2 separate regions of the Mus musculus genome follow, and region 1 is linked to region 2. Evidence: chromatin contacts called from public promoter capture Hi-C data. All regions are on one chromosome and are shown on one strand. Each heading gives the region's core, a stretch centred on a gene start, on an enhancer-like site or on the middle of the called end of the contact. The rest is flanking DNA. Distances are from core to core; before and after follow the strand shown.

Evidence for each region. Promoter capture Hi-C pulls out the DNA fragments that hold promoters and counts their contacts.
Region 1: a contact with region 2 is called in a promoter capture Hi-C map of the HPC-7 cell line, with 2.7 times the contacts expected there. The contact joins the promoter of Sh2d5 here to the enhancer-like site in region 2. A contact is called at or near these places in 12 of 39 promoter capture datasets (the 3T3-L1 cell line, the C10 cell line, the HPC-7 cell line and 7 more), 2 of 484 Hi-C or Micro-C datasets (epiblasts and granulocyte-monocyte progenitors), 3 of 115 datasets of contacts at active chromatin or transcription factors (the 230-238 cell line, pancreatic cancer cells and stem cell-derived neural progenitor cells) and 1 of 9 other capture datasets (adipose tissue).

What each region holds. Positions count from the first base shown.
Region 1 is chr4:138,247,178-138,254,301 of GRCm38.p6, reverse strand. It overlaps Sh2d5 (SH2 domain containing 5), which reads right to left and starts at 3,891. Exons shown (of 10, transcript NM_001099631.1): 1 at 3,794-3,891; 2 at 344-471; 3 at 1-29. The coding sequence starts at 430.
Region 2 is chr4:138,011,523-138,018,195 of GRCm38.p6, reverse strand. All of the region lies in intron 2 of Eif4g3 (eukaryotic translation initiation factor 4 gamma, 3), which reads right to left. Among named protein-coding and RNA genes, the nearest start is that of Eif4g3, 21 kb to the right of the region's middle. Within about 2 kb of position 2,070, at least 32 of the 459 cell types and tissues checked have an H3K27ac peak or open chromatin away from gene starts, as enhancers often do. A contact at or near this core is called in the HPC-7 cell line, where this site is marked.

The DNA.
Region 1 (7,124 bases), core at 2,642-5,141, 230 kb before region 2:
AAGTCATCCACAGGAAAGGATCCCACATACTGGTGGTGATGGAGAGAGCAAGGCGGGGAAGTAAGGCCCATAGCTCCAATACACACAGCATCCCACCATGTAGGCAAGCTGTGTGCAGTGTCCAAGCACTGTCCTTGGAGGCCGGAGTTCTCTGCTAATGTTCTCAGCAGGTGGCCCTGGCTGGGTCACATGGGCCTCACCTTCTCACGCACACATTCATATCCACACATACCCACTCCAAAGGAGACAGAGTCAGGTCCTTGGGCCCCAGGTCCTCCCCAACCCCAGGGAGTAGCCACCCCGCAACTACCTTCCAGAACACACAGGACAGGCACCCACCCACCTGGGCAAGCTTGGCAATGCACCTGGGCCGGTAAGGTGCAGGCCCACAGTCGGAAGCCCTTCGGGCCCCGGCCCCAGCCCTCTGCATGGTCCCCAGCGTGCCCAGCTTCAAGCTCCACGGAGAGAAGGCTAGGATGGGCAGGGGAGAGGTTGGTTTTCAGGCAGCCCCCTGTCAGGGGCTGGTGTGTTTGTTCAAATTTGCTTGCTTTGGTACTCATTCATTCATTCATTCATTCATTCAACCAACCAGCCAACAAACCCACTGAGTACCTGCTTGGTGCTCACCAACGTCCGGGGCACGTGACAGAGACAAAAGACCAATTCTGCCTGCTTCTGAGCAACAGCGTTCTTGGAGAGCAAGGCGGGAAAGTTGATAATAAGCCTTAGTCGGGTGAGATGGTGGGGAAATGGAAAGGGGCCCCAGGAGAGGCTGGGGGCTTGTAGTGCTACACTGGGAGGTGTGTGTGGGGGGGGTGAGGGTGGGATGGTTCCTGCCATGGGCCACTGAGCTAGAGCTGAGGTTAGAGTGCTCACTGGACTCTCCGTGATAGGGGAAGCTGCTGGAAATTTGGAACCAGCTATTAGTGTGGGAAGGGACTGGTGTCTGCCCACCATTCAAGCTTCTCAGGAAACTGAGGCAGGAGGATCAAAATCATTTGAACCCAGGAGGTTCAGAGATAGACTGGACAATACAAGACCCCCCCCCAACACGCGCAAAACAAAAACAAAAACAAAAAAACAAACAAAACCCCCAAACGTCTCATAGGGAAAACAGGAGTCTGAGAATTGTCCATTGAAGGGTGCGGGTAACTGCAGCAAGAAAGAAGGCACAAAAGAGGCGAGCTGGGACCTGAGGTGGACTGCCAAAGCACAGGCCGCACATTACTACTCAACATCAGCCCAAGAATGAGACCTTACCCTGTGGACAGTGGGGAGCCATAGCAGGCCCCTGCGCAGGAATGGTGCACAGGGGCGCTTCTGAGCTGGACAGCTCGCTTTGATGGAACCCATCTGAAAGGCTGCTGGCTCATTTGCCCAGTCTGAACTCCCTTCCTGAATCCCAAAGCCCTCTGCGCAGTATGAAAACCACAACCCACCCCAAGGAAGAGCTGGTGCTAAGTGGAGTGCAGAGAAAATGGACAAGTACCCAGGAGATTGACAAACTGCATTCCGTCCTGGCCCTGATTTTTGTTTTTGTTCCCCCCCCCCCGGGACCTTTAGCCAGATCCAGAGGTGGAGGACTGTCCTATGGGACAGATGCATCAATGGACCAGTTACTGCAAAGCAGAGTGGAGGAAAGCCTTGGGGTCCCTGCAGACTCAGCATCCCCAGAGACACCTGCCCTCTCCCAGCTGCCTTCTCACCAGCCTTCTTGCAATGACTGGCTCAGGTCAGAGAGGCCTGGGCACAAGATCTGTGTGGCTTTGGTGCAGCCGCCCCACCTCTCTATGCACTCATTTCCTTTCCTGAAAACTCTGGGTAATATGAGGTACAAGCCGCCCCCCTCCCCCCATCTGCTGGCCAGAAGGGAGCTTGGGAAGACAGCAGAGTCTAGCCACTTTCAAGACTTCCTGTCCAGGTGACACCAACTGGAACCCCTCAGCGATGGTGAAAGTCAGGCTGGGAAGGAAGCTGGCCTGGAGGCTTTGACTCCCCAGGAGAGCGCAGGAGTTAGTAGGGTGGCCTGAAAGTACCAAAGCGGCAGATGTACTTGGAAAGGGAGGAGCTCGGGTGCCTTAGAATTGATGCTCTTAGATCCCTCCACCCTACTGGCCAGTGACCTTCAAGCCCAGGCTTCAACCAGGGAGAGTGGGAAACAATGGCTGTAGCCCCGCCCCTGCCCCAGTCCACCCAGACCTCCCCAAGGCTGCTGCCGACCTTCGCTCTGCCAACCTTCCCTTCTAACCCTGCTCACTTCCCAGTCGCCTGTCCCGACGGCACATCTGTTGTTTATATAAAGCAGACCACAGTCTTGCCACGTGCCGCCTGCCCCTTCCCAGCAGGGGGACGCAGCTCCCCCGGAGGCAGTGAAGTGCTTCTTCACTTTCTAATCACCAAGGCAGGCAGAAGAGAACAAGGAAGCAGAGACCACAAGACTCATAGCCGGCAATGAGACCCGTAAGGAAGCGGGATGGAACGAATGAAAAGAAAAGCAATCACGAAAGAGACAAAGAGAGCTGACGAGAGCCCTTCACACCCCTGCCTGCGCCTGGCAAGCACAGGGTAAAGAGCCAAGGGTCAGCAAAGCTCACACTCACACACACACAGACACCAGCTTGCCCAGTCCTCTGTGGGGGAAAGGGGCATATAGAAGCGGGGGGGGGGGGGGGGGGAGAGAAGGCGGGTGGACAGCATCCTCCAAGCACCTGGCCGTCGTCCCCAGCCTCCTTATATTTAGCCTCCCCAGAAACAGGAACTGTGTGCCCCTCTTCCAGTCTGATCCTGCCTTAGACCAAGGAGGTCACCAGGGTTCATTGAAACCCTGAAAACGACCACACACCCAACTCATCTCTTTGAACCAAAAAAAAAGTTTCCCACAGGGGTTTGTCTGCTGCGGCCAGGTCATACCTACAGAGGCACATACGGGCTTCTATTTTCCAGAGGGCGGGGGGGGGTGTTCTCCTTAGGAGCAGGAGACTGGCTATGTTAACTCTATACTTCACGTCCAATCACAGGGCCCTGTGCACCATAAAACTCAACAATCTATCCATTCAGGGTACTTGGGAGACTCCCAAGCCTGCAGACCCCAGCTACTGGACTAAAGGCACACATCACAGGATGGAGAGCTGGCAAACCCAGGACTCTCTGCCGAGGCTAGGCAGTACCCTTCTGCTTACAGTCTATGGGGCCCCCAAGCAGGCATCCATCCTTGGTATACACTGGGTCTGTATCTGTGCAGAAGTAGCCAGTAGTAGCCTCATAGCTGCAACAACTCAGGCGCTAGGTATGGAACTGTTTAGAAAGGCTGGGCTCCCAGCCCAGCACACTTCTGCTACCATCTCCACAGGCCCTGGACCCGCGCAACAAGGGACTGGACTGGGGTTCAGCAGGTTTGGCTGATGTGACCTTGGCCTGCCAGCTTCCAGTTCCTCAGTTGTGAAGGGGACCGCGAAGGCAGCCACCTCCTGGGTCTGTTCATCAGCCTCTGTTCTTCCCGAAATCTATCTGGTCGCGGGGAGTACACAAGGCTGGATAGGGAAGACGCGGAAAGGATCGCGAGCGGAGGTGCGGAGCGCGTGCGAGCGCAGACAGCGATCTCGCAAGCGTCACCATCCCCACGCAGCGCTAGGTTCTCGGAGGGGCACAGGTGCCCCGGCGCCAGAAAGGGAGGTATGGTGACGGGGACTGAGGTGATGGCAACTGCCGGCGGAGGGAAGTGGGGGTGCGGCTCGCTCTGGGAAGACCCTCCCGGCTTCGGCCCAGCCCCCGGAGGGTTCCCAGGAGCACTCACCACCGCTACCGCGCCTCCTGGCAGGTCTCACAGCTCCGTTTCCCGCAGCTTCTGCTCCTACCCAGCGCGGGGCCCGCCCCACCCCCGCACACGCCCCCGCCCCCGCGCCGCGCGCCCCCCACGTGGCCCTGGGATCCGACCCCTTGGGCATCACCTGGCCGCGGCGCCGGCCTCACCAGCCAATCGGAGCCGCTCCGCTCCGCCGTGCCGCCCAATCAGAGGCTGCGAGGGTACCTGGCTCCGCCCACGCTGCGACCTGGGTTGGCTCCTCCTTGTCGCTCTTCCTCCACGAAGCTGTCCAGACTCGGTGAGCTCAGGGCCTCGCTACTCGTCTGCTCCTCGGGGCAGACCTAGCTACTCCACTAGGTCTGCACGGTCGCTCAATGACCTTGCAGACCCACCCCTTCACACGCAAATGGCAGAGGACTTGGTGGCATGAATCCACTTACTGGGTGGAGATTGATTGGACCGCTCAGCTGGGGTCCAGCAGGAGTGGTGACTCTTGTCCTTCCGGCCTCACGGAAATCCACTTAGATGGGGAAATGGTGAGTGAATTTAGCCAGCGCGCGCACAGAGCCGAGAGGGCGAGCTCTTCTGATCCCATTAGGTGAGGAGCGCAGTAGGTGGCCCAAATAAATCGCAAATCCGAGCCAGGCAAGCGCGTGGTGTGTATTAAACCCGAAATCTGCAGAGAGAACGCATCAGAAACTGCCCGTGTGGCACACCGCAGAAATCCAGGACATAAGGGTTCAGACCCAGGGAGGGACACCAAGACAGATGACAGAGCCCGCGAGAAGGTGGACCTGAATCTGCAGCCTCAGGGGAGTTCCCAGGTGCAGTGCAGAGTGCGCAGGGCACGGCTCTGGGCATCCCTTGTCTCTGCAGAGCTCCTAACACCTTTCCAGAGGCAACAATAAGGTGTGATTGTTGCCCACAACCAGGCACTTCTCTCTCCCCAGTGGGACTTAGATTAACACTTTAATCATGTTAATCCTCCAGGGCCTCTCCCATAGCCATTACCACCCCTGACTCAGCCAGGTGAGAACTGGAAGGCCTGACAGGGACACTGACCTGGTAAGTGAAGGGTCAGTAAATACCGATGCTATTTTGAATTTCTTTTGTCTGTGACCTTTGGCAATTCCCCTGTGCAGAATGGTAAGGAATCTCCCTAACAGTCTCCAGGCCTGGACAGTGAAGGAGCAACGGGGGGGAGGGGGGGGGCAAGCTCAGTTCACCAAACGGGCAACTCAGGATACATAAAAACGAAAAGGCTCCCTCCTAACTCTTAAAAAGAAATATTTAAAGCTCCTTACTTCATCTTAGTTTATTTTATTTTTAAATAAAATGCACTTTTTATAGAATAAAATTTTACAATTTTATAAATTTAGATTTCTTTTTGATTGTGAGTATGATCCATTCCTTTTTTTTTCTTTCATTTTATTAATTTTTATCTGTATGTGTGTTTTGCCTGCTTTTATATCTGTGCACCACATGCATACCTGGTACCATTGCAAGCCACAAGGAGTCAGGTCCTCTGAAACTGCAGTTATGAGAGTTGTGAGCTGTCATACAAATGCTAGGAATGGAGCCTAGGTCCTCCGGAAGGGCAACCAGTACTCTTAACCACGTGAGACACTTCTCTACTCAGATTTATAAGTGTTTTGCCTGCATGTGTGCATATATATCGCATTTGTGCCTGAATCCCTCAGAGAACAGAAGGTGGGGGTGGGGGGACAAACCTCTGGAATTAGAATTACAGATGGGTATTAGCTGTCACACGGGTGCTAAAAACACAGCCCAGGTTCTCTGCATGAGCAACAAATGCTCTTAGTGGCTGAGCCATCTCTCCAGCCCCCAAAATGAATATGACTTGTTTTTGTTTTTTGTTTTTTTCGAGACAGGGTTTCTCTGTATAGCCCTGGCTGTCCTGGAACTCATTCTGTAGACCAGGCTGGCCTCAAACTCAGAAATCTGCCTGCCTCTGCCTCCTGAGTGCTGGGATTAAAGGCGTGCACCACTACCGCCAGGCTTTTTTTTTTTTTTAAAAGAAGGGAAAAAGCCGGGCGTGGTGGCACACACTTTTAATCCCAGCACTCAGGAGGCAAAGGCAGGTGAATTTCTGAGTTCGAGGCCAGCCTGGTCTACAAAGTGAGTTCCAGGACAGCCAGGGCTACACAGAGAAACCCTGTCTTGAAAAATCAAAAAAGAAAAAAAAAAGGAAAAAAAAAGAAAAAAAGAATAAAAAGAAAGGAAAACATGGCTGTCACATATGTCAGTGGTAGAACATTTCTCAGGCATGCACAAGACTAAGTTCAATCCCCACCATGGATAAAAGAAAAACCAGGGAGGGTGGTTCAGTGGGTTGTTACCTGTTACCAAGGCTGATGACCCGAGTTCAATCTAGGACCCATGCTGTGGAAGAAGACAAACGACTCCTACAAGTTGTCCCCTGCCTTTCAAATGTCCACAACCTTCTATGTGCACACACAAATAACAACCAAAATGTAATAATAATAAAACACCTTATAGGCTGGAGAGAGGCTCAATGGCTTTGAGGTTCCAAGTTCAATTCCTACTGCCAGCACCCATATGGTGGTTCACAACGTGAGTCCCATTCTAGGGGGAATCTAACACCATCTTTCTGGCTGCCTTGGGCACCAGGCACACATGTGATATACAAACATACACAGACAAAACACCCATACACATGAAATTCAAACACAAAACCCACTTCATGCCCCAAGGCTTGCATCAAAGGTGAGAAACTTTGGAGGTGCCAGCCATCTCTGGGCAAGCTGATCTAGTCCCACTAAGAACCGTAACTTGAAGCAGTTGTCACTATCTCAGCCGCCACGTCTATTCCTGCGTTCCAAACAGCAAGCTCTCCGCTACCAGGAGCAGCATTTCCACTGCTTGTATGACTCACCTGTGCAGGAAGCCTGGAGTTACTCATATTAAGCACAGAGACAGATGACATAAAAAAGTCAGGCCAGGGCGGGCTGGGGTGGGAGTCATGATTGCCAAATGCATCCGTGTTCACCTTGCAAGTCATGGTTACTTCCTGTGAGTCAGCGGTAATCACTAAAGCACACAGGTGGGAGCTTGCTCTCACAATCTCTCCTTTTATCCAAAATCCCCGAATCTGGCTCTGCGCTTGGCAGCTGACGAATGTGTGTAGGAGTAACTGCACATCAGCAGGAAGCTGCTCGCCAGCCGGCTCCCGAGCTGTGTGATGCATCTCCTGCATGCCAAGTACCTCGGAAAGGCGGTGCCCCAGGACAGATGCCGCGTGTCCAACCGGGTCTCATACTTTCCCAGCAGAAAGGAAGGG
Region 2 (6,673 bases), core at 821-3,320:
GTGAGAGCCGTCAGTGTAGCGTGTCCAACTACTACATTCACAGCACAGCAGCAGCTGGGAGCAGCTGGGCCACAGAGCACCTCTCTAGTATGCAAGAGAACCTTCAACAGCACACACACACAAATTATTTCCGGTAAATAATAAAAACATGCTCTGCAGATAAAACCTACTCTGGGATGTCCCTGGGAAGCGAGACCAGCGCAGGCCGTGTGTGGACTGCTCTATCGTTTTGTGCACAGAAATCTTTACTAAGGAAATCTCTAGAATGCTGCTCATCATTCTACACAGCAAAACTGCTGACACCCATAAAGAAAGACATCTTAACCTACACACATGGGCAAAGACATCTGCATACATGCAAACACAGGCACACACATGCAAACACCAAACAAGAGAGAGAGAGAGACAGAGAGAGAGAGAGAGAGAGCCCTTCCTAACTTTTGTTTAAGAGGACAGTGTCTCACTGCCCACGGAGACATACTTTTTCTTCCTGATTGCTAAGCAGCTGATCCCTGTTGTCCTACATCATCCCTGTGACTAGTCACAGACGGAAAGGACAAGAACTCAGGCAAAACCACGCCCATCTACCTGACAGTGTATCCAGTCTGGGGAGTGACCCAGGGGTATGCACACAGAGACTTCAATTCCCAACTCCAACCACATCCACCTCTCACCTGAGGCTTCCTCCTGGGCTGCAAAATTCCTCACTCCAGCTGCACAAGAGCCCTCTTGAATTCTGCCCCACCTGTCACTCACTTCAACCAATTCACCACCTAATCTGCAATCTGCATCGCCCTCAGCACGGCTGCCATCCACCGCCAGGCAGGTACACTTGCTGCCTTCTGCAGCCAACACTGCTGGGTGAACGACAGCAGCTGCTGAGGTTTCGTGCTGCGGCAGAGAAGGGGTGGGTCCCTTGCTGAGGCTATAAATCCCAATACTCTGGCATCTCCTCCTGACTGCAGCATCTGCTATACACTCTCCCTCGAGCAATCCCCATCCCGAAGACAGCAAGGACCCAGGGCACTGTCTCCAGGCATCTCCTGCTGCTTAGTCCCACGAAGCACAGCAGCAGCCAGGTCCCGTAGCAGCCCTTGCTGCAGTAGCAGACATTTTCTGGTTCAGCTCTGCTGCAGCCCCAGCTGGAAGGCAGGACAGCAAGGACAGAAGAGCACAGGACTTTGAAAAGGAAACTCAAACAGACCGTCTGCCCCAAACACTGCACTTACTTGCCCCAACCGTAAAAATACAGGCTTCCTTTACATCACATGTTCGCTAGCTGGCAATGTATCAGCACTAGTATGGCTACCACGGTAAACACAGACAAGTCCTACTGCTTAGGGAGGATGCTCAACGAGCTGGGTTTCTAGTTAACTGGATTAAAACAAGTAGGTTTCCTGCTGCTGTTCTGGGGAAAGAGGTTCACTGCTGGGATCAGATCCTGGCCTTGTCCACACTAAGCAAGCGCTCTAACTGAGCGATGTACCGAGCACTTAAAAACCAACTGAAAAACAAGTTCTACCAGAGAAAGCGGATGCTCCATTCCGTGCCTGCACTGAACCTCCAGGGATGGTATTGTAAGTCTTCTCTATGCTCCTATGTCAACCACATAACTTAACCTGCCTGACAAGCAGACTCTGATTCAGCCAGACTTGAGCTTTATTTCATTTTTCAAAATAAAGTATGTTAATTTTTCTGATTATAAAAGCAGTCTTTGACTGGGCCATGGTGGCACATGCCTTTGATCCCAGCACTCAGGAGGCAGAGGCAGGTGGATGTCTTGAGTTCAAGGACAGCCTGGTCTAAAGAGTGAGTTCCAAAGACAGTCAGGGCTACACAGAGAAAGCCTATCACAAAAAACAAAACAAGCAGGGGAGGATTTTCAATCAGTCAATCTGAAATCAAGTGCTAAACCTATCTTAGAGCATTAAGGACATCAGGAGCTAGAGAGCTGTTGGTGACAGAGCCCTTGTCCAGTTATTATCAGGCCCTCCCTGCAACCTATCAGCAGCACACCACGATGAGTAAGCACGAAGCATTCTTTAACATAATGTTCAGTCTCTGTTATATCATCTACAGAACAAACAATGAAACCCCAGTCATCTGTCCCTCACCTGCCCTGCTGGGGAAGAGAGACTGGCTATTTGCTTTCGTCTCTGCCTGTCACAGGGTTGATCCCCAGCACTTCCCACATGCACACTCACGGTTCAAGCTCAATGCTAGCCAAGGTTACATAGTGAGAACCTATCTCAAAAAGCAAACAAAAAACAAGAAAAGCCCACCACCACCTGACCTCCTTCTGGACCTCTCCAGTCTGAATGATGAAGGAATTAAAATACGCAACTGAGCTTCCCACCACACGCAGGCCTGTGACTGAACCCAAGCAAGCGGCAAAGCAGCAAGTGCAGTTCCCAGCCGGGGAAGCGGGGAAATGGGCTAGCCTAGGCTATAACCCAAAAATAATCTAAGAGAATCTAAGCCATTAAGTGCTAACAAATCTAAATAAGCATCCTTAGGTATCAGGTGAAACCGGGCACCGTGGTGCTCACCTGTCAAGCCCAGCAACAGGGAGAATAAGGATCCCAGTTCGAGGCCAGTCTCGGCTAAAGAGTGAACTCCTGCCTCAAAACCCTCTGAGCACCTGGGGCTGGAGAGGCCGTTAGATGAGTAGAAGCAATGTCTATTCCTCCAGCACGGGGGCGCCCCGTGTCCATGCTGCCCTCCACATGCATTGCATCTGTGTGGTACACTGACAAACAGCACTAACGGAAGTAAAAATAAAAAGCCAAGCAGTGGTGGCACACGCCATTAGTCCCAACACTCAGAGGCAGAGGCAGGAGGATCTCTGAGTTCAAGGGCAGCCTGGTCTACAGACTGAGTTCAGGCTACACAGAGAAAGCCTGTCTTGAACTACAGATAGACAGCAGACAATCTCCAGAGTCGCAGGTAAGCTTACACACAGTATCGCTGCTTCCTAATGTCCTCCTGTTTCCCACTCCTTCCTCGTTAACTGCTTAGTCCTACTTACGTTTTTCTCATACCGTGGTCCCTCTTCACCCCACAGTCCTGAGGTAGTCAGGAGGCATTGATTACCAGTGTGCTGCTCCTGCTCCACGCAGCTTCTGCACTGTTCCAAGAGAATCTAAAACACCCTCCTCCCCAAGCTTCCTAGCTGGAGTCCTGCTTCAGAGGCTCCTTCAGAGACTCGTAAAGCGCTCTCGAGGCCGGGAGCCCTATTCTAACTCAGCTGAGATCTGCGTGAGGAAACTGAATGGAGGATTTCCATCATCTATTCCACCCCGAAGACTCTGGCTCTCTTTCTTCTCAATCCCGACATGAACTAATGCCAGTTGCCATGCGTGGTCGGGCTGGCAGGTGAGTGAGCAGGTGAGGCCACTGAGGAGAAGCGATTTCATTACACTTAGGACACCAGAGAAGCCAGCAAAAGACAACCGCCATTGTTACACTGCTGAACACGCTGTCGGCGTCACGGGCTGGAGACCACCTATGGTCAGCAAGCCCCATTTAAGGGCCAAGAAGCACCAAAGCTTAGCAGGTAGCCTCTCAAAGCCTTAGCAATCTCATCTCTCCAAACACAACTCAGATGGTCACCCAACGAATCTCGGGAGCAGCTCAAAGGGCGGGTTCGTTCTGAAGCTCTGTGGACTACAAAGCAGAAAACTGGACACACAAAACCCAACCTTAAAACAAGAAGCCTGCCTCTAGCTGCAACAGCCTGGGCTCTACAGAGAGCCACATTCTCAGACACAGGAGTGCTCCAGTGACTCACAATGGATGCCAAGGTAATAAGCTACTTACAAAGAGGAACTGAAACCAGGCGGGCGAGATGGGAATCGCTCCTCTTTTCCCGACAGCCACTTTCTGTCATGGAGTACCCTAAACCGCTCGACGAAACCTTCTTGGTCTGCTGTGAATGCCTGCAGTTCAGTTTCACTTCTCAGAGCCAAACGGTCATCTTTAAGAATCCTTGCACTCGGGCTGGTGAGATGGCTCAGTGGGTAAGAGCACCCGACTGCTCTTCCGAAGGTCCAGAGTTCAAATCCCAGCAACCACATGGTGGCTCACAACCATCTGTCAGGAGTGTCTGAAGACAGCTACAGTGTATTTACATATAATAAATAAATAAATCTTTAAAAAAAAATTCCTTGTCGTTATTTTAAAAAAAAAAAAAAAAAAAAAAAAAAAAAAAAAAAAGAATCCTTGCACTCTAAGATTCCCTCTCCAAACCCACTCTTCACTTTGAACAAAATGACTGACAAGTTCCCGCTGATCTCATACACACCGGCTATTTACACATTTGCACCTATCATCTGGTTCATAGAGAGGGTGGGACAGGATGATCACCTGAGAGTTCACTCAAGAGTTCAGGACCAGTCCCCTAGACCATATTTAAATAGAAATTTGCCATCAACCATGAAGCCCAAGCACACCTGAGCATGAGCAACTCCGCTCTTCCTGCAGAAAACCAGTCGTTTCAGCCTCACCTGCCGGCACACATCCCCGCAGTGCTAGGTAAGCAGGGGCAAGCCAACCAAGCCCTGAGGTCAGCCTGGTCTACAGAGGGGTTTCTAAGACACTCAGTGAGACTGTGTCTCAAATGTAAAATAAAACAGCTTGTCAACTAAGGCTGAAGGACAGAGGTACAGCTTGGGGTGAGAGTGCACATCTGGTGTGCAGGATCCAGCTGCCAGGAAACAGCGCTTAACCCTCTCACACAACCAATAATTAATACATTTTAACATGTACTTCTGGGGTGATGGAGAGAGCAGTGGGTAAAGTCTACTGTGCCAGCATGAGGTCCTGAGTTTAGATCCCAAATTCACAGAAAGGCTAGGTGTGGTGGTGTGGGCTGTAACCACAGCTGGGGGGGGGGGGGGGCAGGGGAAGAGGTGGACCCCAGGGTTGCCAGCCAGCTAGTCTGGCCAAAATGGTGAGCTCCAGTCTCAGTAAGAGGGCTTATCTCAAAACTGAGGAGAGGGACTGAGGAGGAGAGCTGATGCTATCCTCTGAGCCCCACAAGCAGCCACACAAGGGAGCATCCCCGCACACGCTCACATGAAGGGAAGAAGGAGAAAGAGGGATGCAGGCCTCATAGTTCTCCCACAGCTTCCTCATCTTCGGTTCCCAAGCCACAGCAGAGTCCGGAGAACCTTCGCCCTTCCCGGCCCCACCACCGTCTGCCACCACAGACTGTCTTCCCACCCTTCCACCTCACACAGCCGTCCCACCTCATTTGCAAACACCTTCCGTTATGTCCACTTACTAAAGGAACTTCAAGTCCAACATTTCCTACACTGAATCTACCTGCACTCTCTCTAAATAAGGGGCTGGCGAGATGGCTCAGTGGTTAAGAGTGCCGACTGCTCTTACGAAGGTTCCGAGTTCAAATCCCAGCATGGTGGCTCACAACCATCTGTAACGAAATCTGATGGCCCTCTTCTGGAGTATCTGAGGACAGCTACAGTGTACTTACATATAATAAATAAATCTTTTAAAAATAAATAAATAAATAAGAACATAATCAAATCCTGCCTTCAAACGCTAGGAGTAGGGACAGGAGCACCAGCTCCGCGGTACAGCACTCATTGACTGACCATGCAGAGGACCTAGGGTCTGTTCCCAGCACCCACACCGTGCTTCACAGACCTTCCTTAACTCCAGGTCCTGGGGACGCAATGCCCTCTTCTGACCTCTGCAGCCATTAGGCAGGCACGAAGTACATACATGACAGCCAAACACTCATACACATAAAAGAAATCTAAACAACAGCAGCAAAAAACCTCCCACCTACTAGGGCAGCAAAGCACAGATTACACAACCAGACGGGCCCCTCGCATGACACCGTCAATGCTCCCACTATTGGGTCTTCTGACCACAGCACTCACCATACACCATTCTCTAACTGCTGAGCAAGACTCTGAAGGCTCGTGACACTTCGCTCGACTGTGGACAGCCTTCCTCTTAACTAAACCCTAGTCCTGTCCTCTAGCTCTCAATGATTTGCAAGGCTCAGCGCTACCAACTCTCCTTGCAGCAAACACCTCAAATGTCTCAACTCTCTTTTGATACACAGGAGGCAGCGTTTGCTTTCGCACCTCCTTAAGCAGTAAGTACAAGCTGTTATTTAAGAGACCCTTTGTTGCCTTTGTTCACTGAGTCAAAAAAACGAGCATGCGCCAACTAAGCATCCAGCACTGCTAGTGTAATTCCTAGTACCAAACAACGGCCAGAAGACCCAGAAATGCCAGGCAGACGCCTCAAGTACAAGTGGAGATGGATTAATGAAACCCATCCAATTGTCTATCTAGGATCTCTGTATGAGATGGACACAGTACATGTGCTGCCACTGCGCCCCACCACCACCACACACCACACACACACAGGCACACACACAGGCACACACAGTGCACTCACGAACACAGATGGGTGGGAGGTATCTCTTCCATTATCCTATTTGATTAATTATAACCCTTTGAAAAGGAGACACGAACCCCCCTCCCTGTGTTAGATATGGTAAGTCAGAGCCTCTCAACAGTGACAGGCCTCACCCAAGCTCACACAGCTTCAGAATCCATCTTAACCTTTATTATTTCAGAGCTTTAAGGTGGGTTTATTTTGGTTTGGTTTATTTTGGTTTGGTTTCGTTTCAGTT